Regions from separate parts of the Danio rerio genome. Here region 2 is linked to region 1. A link is a contact called in public Hi-C data. All regions are on one chromosome and are shown on one strand. Each heading gives the region's core, a stretch centred on a gene start, on an enhancer-like site or on the middle of the called end of the contact. The rest is flanking DNA. Distances are from core to core; before and after follow the strand shown. Region 1 holds the start of morc3b (MORC family CW-type zinc finger 3b). Region 2 has its middle 34 kb from the start of morc3b.

What was found. Hi-C and Micro-C count contacts between places; a contact is called where the count stands out from the background.
Region 2: a Hi-C map of embryo shows a contact between it and region 1, with 1.8 times the contacts expected there. The contact joins the enhancer-like site here to the promoter of morc3b in region 1. A contact is called at or near these places in 2 of 18 Hi-C or Micro-C datasets (caudal fin and embryo).

The regions. Positions count from the first base shown.
Region 1 is chr1:50,483,410-50,487,249 of GRCz12tu, reverse strand. It overlaps morc3b (MORC family CW-type zinc finger 3b), which reads right to left and starts at 1,443. Exons shown (of 6, transcript NM_001003579.1): 1 at 1,263-1,443. The coding sequence starts at 1,298.
Region 2 is chr1:50,517,294-50,521,804 of GRCz12tu, reverse strand. No RefSeq gene overlaps it. Among named protein-coding and RNA genes, the nearest start is that of morc3b, 34 kb to the right of the region's middle. Within about 2 kb of position 2,659, at least 11 of the 62 cell types and tissues checked have an H3K27ac peak or open chromatin away from gene starts, as enhancers often do.

The DNA.
Region 1 (3,840 bases), core at 194-2,693:
TAAAATATCTAGTACAATATTATTTACTGTCATCATGACAAAGATAAAATAAATCAGTTATTAGAGATGAGTTATTCAAATGTTTAGAAATGTGTTGAGAAAATCTGCTCTCCGTTAAACAGAAATTGGGGAAAAAATAAACAGGGGCTAATAATTCATGGGGGCTAATAATTCTGGCTTCAACTGTAATATTGAAATTTTTGTTTATATTTTCCAAAACAACTAACCAGAGAGTTATGGGATCAGAAAAATATCAATCTGTAAGCATGTTTTGTACTTTAAATGTGGAAAATAAACATGCGTTATGGATTTGACAAAAAAAAAAGTCTGTGAGTTTACGGCATACAACATACTTGTAGAAATTCTGTGAATTAAACTGCACAACCCAAAAGAAACAATGCTAATTAAAAAAAGGATAAAAGTTGGCTCTCTATAAAACAAAAAAATATTTCATTTCATATTTTCACATTTATGAGGAAAAAGTGTCATTATGGATGTGACACCTCCCAACCGACACGTCTCTGTTATGGATGTGACAGATGTGAAATTGCCATTTATCTGACTTTGGTAAATCAAATATAATAGTTTGAAAACATTGACAGATACATTTTTGAGTATTTTGAAATTCTGTAAAATACTTGCTTACACAAAAAAAAAAAACAGAAACAGTTTCTGTATTTTGGTGAAAACTTAATTTTTTTTCATGGCAAGGTTGGCATTTGCACGAAATTTACTCATATATATTATTCAACACTAAAATTACAAAATCTTCTTAGAGCATCTTTATAATTTTTTTAATTATAGCATTTTAAAATATTTTAAAAATCACCTACATTTCAGTTATTTATGTTATTTATAATCTGGATTTTAGTAGACTTGTAGACTAAAATTGCACTATATATAAATAAATTACCATAACACATGATCATGTATAAGACACTTTCTAATAAACGAATTTGTACAGTTCTTGTCCACAAAATTTAACTTACATAATTTAATATCCATAATTTTGGTGTAACTGTGGAATAAACTAGGATCTCTTTTAATATATAAATTAATGGTAAGGTAATAAATCTAATTACTTTCTAATAGTTGTGTTTATTTTTAACACAATCAAATTAAACATAGCACCAAGCTCATTGCAACTAACAAAACAACCATTCTTATCCAAAATATTTGCCACCAGTCCTCCAAAGAAAGATTCACGTTGCATTAATATACATTGATTGTTGACAGATGTTGTGTCAACTGCGGTTACTTACTGTGCTCAGAGGAATGCCACATTTTCCAGCAGCCATTTCTGCGGGACAGATCTGTGCTGGATATTCAGGAAAGTTGAGCGAAGTGTTTGTTAAAGTGCTGAGGCACTTTCGCTTCCCCTGTTCCGATATAGCGAACACTCTCTCACTCGAGGGGTGCTTCCCAATTCTTATTTGTGCACCCTTGTTTCCTTTCCTCGTGTCTATATAGGCTTCAGGCTCCAACCCCCCCAGGATGCGAGGGAACCGTTGACTGTAAAAAGGAGGGAATCAAGCAGAACGATAGATATCCAGACATCCTCGCTTCCTTTATCGTCACTTAATCAACACTTCACACCACTGAGTTTGCTTGCAGGATTCTTGAGTACTTGAGATTATTTATATCGTAATAGTGTTAAATTCCATAAAACACTACTACATATGTAAGATAAAGCCAGAGACTGCTTTTTATTTATTTTGGCACTGCATTCAAGTGTCTTTTTTATGAAATGTAATCTACTTTATTTATTTGTTGTCATTAATATTGTTGTAACTGTTACTCAAAACATGTTCCTTAAGGCATTTTTGAAAAGTCCAGACATAAACAAGTCCATACATTTTACACACACACACACACACACACACACACACACACACACACACACACACACACACACACACACACACACACACACACACATATATATATATATATATATATATATATATATATATATATATATATATATATATATATATATATATATATATATATATATATTATTTTATATATGAAATTTATGAATGTAAATATACAGGAAAAGTTAGTGGTTTATAGCATTATAAATTAAGTAAATAGTCAACATTGCCCTAGAAACACAAAGTTATCCAAGTTTGTAAGGTTCAGTAATATAATTCTGTGAAATTATTTGTATTCATACACTGTAAAAAAAAAAGCTGAATCAAATTAACCTTGAGTCCATTGAACTTATATTATGTTAAACTGACTTAAAACAGCTTGCATAGCTTAAAATTCAGTTACAACATGATTAACTTAGTTTAATAAGTCATATAAAAACTAAAAGATATGCTGTCAGAACTTAATATAATTTTGTACAGTGTCACATCTCCAATAGTTTTTATTTTGTAACTTTGAATTTGAATGTGTTGTCATTGTTCAATAAAAATATAATAAACATTCTTTAAAAAGAAAAGTCTCCTCAGGAAGTCTCCTCTCTCCTTGTAGTGCAATTAAAGAATTGAGCTGTCCTACAAGATGGCAGAGGTTGATTGGTTTCCGGTTTGTAGGAGCAAGAAAACAAGGACTACAAGACACCATCCTAAAACTAACAACAAGACACCATCCCCCAGCATCAACAGCAATAATCATCTTGCAAACGAGCTGAATATGTTCTATTGTAGATTTGACACCTCTGACCAGACACCCCACACCCACCCGGACCATCTCCCTACACAGCCATCAACACCATCATCTCCCTCTCCCCACTGCACTTCAGATCAGTTAGGATAATGTGTGTGAGATCTTCAGGAAACAGAGGAGAAGAAAAGCACCAGGCCCTGACGGTGTTAAGTTGCTAGCTTATCTGAAGGACATCACTGGACCTTTGCTGGACCCCCTGCAGATGTCCTACAAGATGGCGGAGGTTGATCGGTTTCAGGTTTGTAGGAGCAAGGAAACAAGGACAAGACACCATTCATTCATTCATTCATTCATTTTCTTGTCGGCTTAGACCCTTTATTAATCTGGGGTCGCCACAGCGGAATGAACCGCCAACTTATCCAGCTCATTTTTACGCACCGGATCCATCCAGCCACAACCCATCTCTGGGAAATACAAGACACCATCCCAACACTAGCAACAAAACACTAACCCCCCGCATCAACAGCGATAATCATCTTGCAAACGAGCTGAATATGTTCTACTGTATACCTCTGACCAGACACCCCACACCCACCCTGACCATCTCCCTACACAGCCATCAACACCTCCAGCCATCTCCCTCTCCCCACTGCACTTCAGATCAGTAAGGAAAACGTGCGTCAGATCTTCAGGAAACAGAGGAGAAGGAAAGCAACAGGCCCAACCTGCGCAGACCAGCTGGCTCCCATTTTCTCACAGATCTTCAACAGATCACTGGAACAGCGCAAAGTTCCATCCTGCTCTAAATGCTCCACCATCATCCCAACCCTGAAGAAGCCAAAGATCACGGGACTCAGACTGCAGACCTGTTGCCTTAACATCTGTGGCCATGAAGCAGGGCCGGCCCTGTACATTTGGGGGGCATAAGCAGAATAAATTTGGGCCTTACTCTAAATAGTGGAGTATTGCTATTGCAAACTGACTCACAATGATTGTATTGCTTAATAAATACAATCAATGAAACAGAAAAGTAAAGTGTGTGTATGTTTAAAACATATTCAATTAATACAGCAAACAGTTTGGAGATTACATAAAAATTCTAGTTTAAGTTTTTTAAAATATAAATTTCAAAAGCAAAAACCCTGCAATAAAAGGACAGTGAACATTTAGCCAAAAGTAAAAATGCGTTTCTTTTTAAAAGTGCTTTAGTGAATTTGTTGC
Region 2 (4,511 bases), core at 1,410-3,909, 33 kb before region 1:
TAGTTGAATTGTGTCTAGATGAGCTAATAACGGCTCTCGTTCTGAACTCCAGCCACAGAATTACTGCAGATCAGGGCCGTATTACAGAAATTTCCTATCTCAAGTTAAGATCTGACAAGTTCAAACTCTAATCGCCATGGTAACTGAAGAGATAAGGCGGGATTTTACAGTTAAGATGGTCCTGTAATGCGGCCCCCGAGGACAACGCTTCTGCGTTTTATACCACCTCTGGAGTCAGAAATGGGAGATTAGGGCTAGTTGTCATACAGTGAAGCAGATATTAGTCATTATAGGGGGGAAACGGTAAAACTGAACATTAAAATACACACCTATTTACATGTTGACCAAAATTATACCTAATAAACTATTGTTGAAAAGTTTGTGCAATATGGAAACAAGGAGTTTGTTTTGAAATATGTTTTAAATGACCTTCCACTAACTAGAGCTGCATTTATACAATAAAAGCATATGAAATATGAGAATGTAGAAAATATACTGATGTGATGGCTACTGCGGATTGCTTTTCAGTAGTTGCAGTCAAACAGTTCTTCAGAAATCATTATTTTTCTTTATAATATGATTTTGTAGGCAACGCAGTGGCGCAGTGGGTAGCACGTTCGCCTCACAGCAAGAAGGTCGCTGGTTCGATCCTCGGCTCAGTTGGCGTTTCTGTGTGGAGTTTGCATGTTATCCCTGCGTTTGTGTGGGTTTTCCTCCGGGTGCTCTGGTTTCCCCCACAGTCCAAAGACATGCAGTACAGGTGAATTGGGTAAGCTAAATTGTCTGTAGTGTATGAGTGTGTGTATGTGTGGATGTTTCCCAGAGATGGGTTGCAGCTGGAAAGGCATTCGCTACGTAAAAAGTTGCTGGATAAGTTGGCGGTTCATTCCGCTGTGGCGACCCCAGATTAATAAAGGGACTAAGCCGACAAGAAAATGAATGAATGAATGATTTTGTATTTAGGAAAGCTGTGTTATTAATAGTTTAATATTGTTGAAAACTGTTGTGCTGACTTAGATTTTTACAGAAACTGAGCAGAGATATTATAGTGAACTAAAACCATTACTAAAACCAACAATTACAACTCTATATACAGTGCTCATCATACATCCTTTACAAATCTCTCATTTAAATTAATATTTTCAGGAATATTTTCCAATTCAGGGCGGAGCAGTGGCGCAGTAGTGATGTCACCTCACAGCAAGAAGGTCGCTGGGTTGAGCCTCGGCTCAGTTGGCATTTCTGTGTGGAGTTTGCATGTTCTCCCTGCCTTCACGTGGGTTTCCTCCGGGTGCTCTGGTTTACCCCACAGTCCAACGACATGCGGTACAGGTGAATTGGGTAGGCTAAAGTGTCCGTAGTGCATGAGTGTATGTGTGTGGATGTTTCCCAGAGATGGGTTGTAGCTGGACGGCCATTCGCTGCGTTAAAACGTGCTGGATAAGTTGGCAGTTCATTCCGCTGTGGCGACCCCGGATCAATAAAGGGACTAAGCCGACAAGAAAATGAATGAATGAATTTTCCAATTCACCTATGTGTTTGGATAGTGGGGGAGACCAAAACACCCAGAGGAAACTCATGCCAACATGAGGAGAACATGCAAACTTCACACCGAAATGCCACCTGACCCAGCCGGGACTTAAACCAGCAACCTTCTTGCTTTGAGGCAACAGCACTACCCACTGCACCACTACACAGCGACTATAATGTTATTTTAATAAATACAGCCGTTTTATAAACCTGTTTTATAAATATATATATATATATATATATATATATATATATATATATATATATATATATATATATATATATATATATATATATATATATATATATTAGGCATGGGACGATAATCAATTTCAAGGTTTACCGCGGTTTGAAAAAGTAAAGGTTTAAAAACCATTAAAATGTTCTGCTATACCGTTCTTAAGATATAGACCATTTCAATGTGCTGATGTCATTGGCACTTGAACATTTCCTGCTTGTTGTCAAACTATTTCATAACTATAACAAGAGGCAATTCAATCATGACTTAATATTAAAATTTCGGTGTGGAGTTTGCATGTTCTCTCCCGGTGTTGGTGTGGGTTTCCTCTGGGTGATCCGGTTTCCCCCACAGTCCAAAGACTTGTGATATAGATGAATTGAAAAAGCTAAATTGGCCCAAGTGTATGTGTGTGCATGCGAGAGTGTATGGATGTTTACCAGTACTGGGTTGTGGCTGGAAGGGCATCCGCTGCGTAAAACATATGCCGGAATAGTTGGCAGTTCTTTACGCTGTGGCGACCCCTGATAAATAAAGGGACTAAGCCAAAGGTAAATGAATGGATGAAAATGTTCATGCTTTATTCTCACTATGAAAAATAAAATAAAATTAAATTAAATTAAATTAAATTAAATAAAACAAAATAAAATAAAATAAAATAAAATAAAATAAAATAAAATTAAATAAAATTAAATTAAATTAAATTAAATTAAATTAAATTAAATTAAATTAAATAAAAGGCTTTTCATCATATCTTTATCTCATCTCTCTCTCTAGAGTCAACCCCTCGACTCTTAATGGTGTTTCTAGAGAGACACAAGCAGATGAGCAACACTGAGCCGCATTGAGACAGCAGGCAAATATGCGTCTCTTTTGTGTCCTCATTACGACTTCAGACCGAATTCAATCACGATCTCAATCCCCAGTGACGCTGCCATTGCTTAAGGGGACCGGGACTCTCCCAAATGCTACATATGCATTATTTAAACATTATATTTAGGCTACATACGTGTAATCACTTTATTAAATCTACAGGAAAGCGCGATGGATTTGAAATGAACGCTTTACTGAAAAGAGCCGTCTATCGCTATCATCAGTATACAGATGCAGTCTGTAATGCCTTAATTATTTAATAACTGCACACTGATTCCTAATGCCCTGCTGCTTTTTAGTTGCTTTGGTAAAAGGAATAGCAACAGACATGACCTTAGTGTAAATAATTGATGCGTTCTTGTGTTTTCCGGAGAGATCGCGCATATTCTTGAGCTTTTGTGTGAAATATATAGGATGAGATTGTGTTTGCAGGATGTTTTGGAGACTGAGCGTCCCCTTGTGGACATTTGAGGGAATGCTTTTGAGCAGATCAATAACACATCAACAAATTTTGAGGTCAAAATTTTATCAAATATTTGCCAATGTCGACACAAGCCTCTCAGTACTTTCTGATGAAAAAATAAAGTTGCTTTAACGTAGCTAACTCGCTATAGTTTTTTCTTTAATGCTCATCAATTTCACAAATAATACCTGAAGTTCCTCATCGTCATAATTGTCTAAGGTTTCTGTAAATTAATGAAGCCATAAATTAAAAAGTCATTAATTATATATATATATATATATATATATATATATATATATATATATATATATATATATATATATATATATATATATATATATATATATATATATATATATAGTTGAAGTCAGAATTATTAGCCCCCCTGATTTTTTTCCCCAATTTCTGTTTAACGGACTGAAGATTTCTTCAACACATTTCTAAACATAATAGTTTTATTTTTCCTATTAAAAATATGAATTTAAGTGATAGGGGTGTACTTATATATGCTGAGCACTGTATATAAAATATATGTCCCCAACTCCTGTGTGTAATTTTACTTTTATAGTGACGAATAAGTTCTGTTCATTGCCTCTAAAGTGAAATAACTGAATATAAATATAGAAGGCTGAGAAAAATGCTCATTTTAGGAGAATATTTTAGATGGCCTTTAGAGGTTTTTTCATCTTAACCCTTGATATAAAATGTATGTGCTATATGTACGTTGTTGACTGTTTTAAATATAAATAAGAAATAAAAATATGTACTCTATATATACACACACACATATATATATATATATATATATATATATATATATATATATATATATATATATATATATATATATATATATATATATATATATATATATATATATATATATATACGAGCACTACCTACTCTTAGTCATGATGACTAAATAATATTTGGCTAGATATTTTTCAAGACACTTCTATACAGCTTAAAGTGACATTTAAAGGCTTAACTAGGTTAATTAGGTTAACATGGCAAATGTTTTATACTTATGATTTTTTTTATGCAATATTTCCCAAATTTTAAAATACTATCACACTTATAATAATACCTACAATAATAACACCTGCAGAGCAGCAGTAGACTCAAACATTTGAAACTGCCATTGTCTTGTGGGAAAATTTTTGAGTCTCTATTTTTAACTAACAAAAGCATAACAAAAACAGAATAGTATGAGGTATAGAGTCAATGCAATCTTGTTTCCTCAAGGACCATGCTCTTTCCTATATTTTTAAGGGCATACTTGGATCACTGTATTATAAATGGATTATTGTATTAACCTTATAGGGCACTCGTTGAAATAACCATCAGAAACACCCCGTATAGTGTTACTGAGGTTTACTACTTATATACTTATATAACACTTACTAT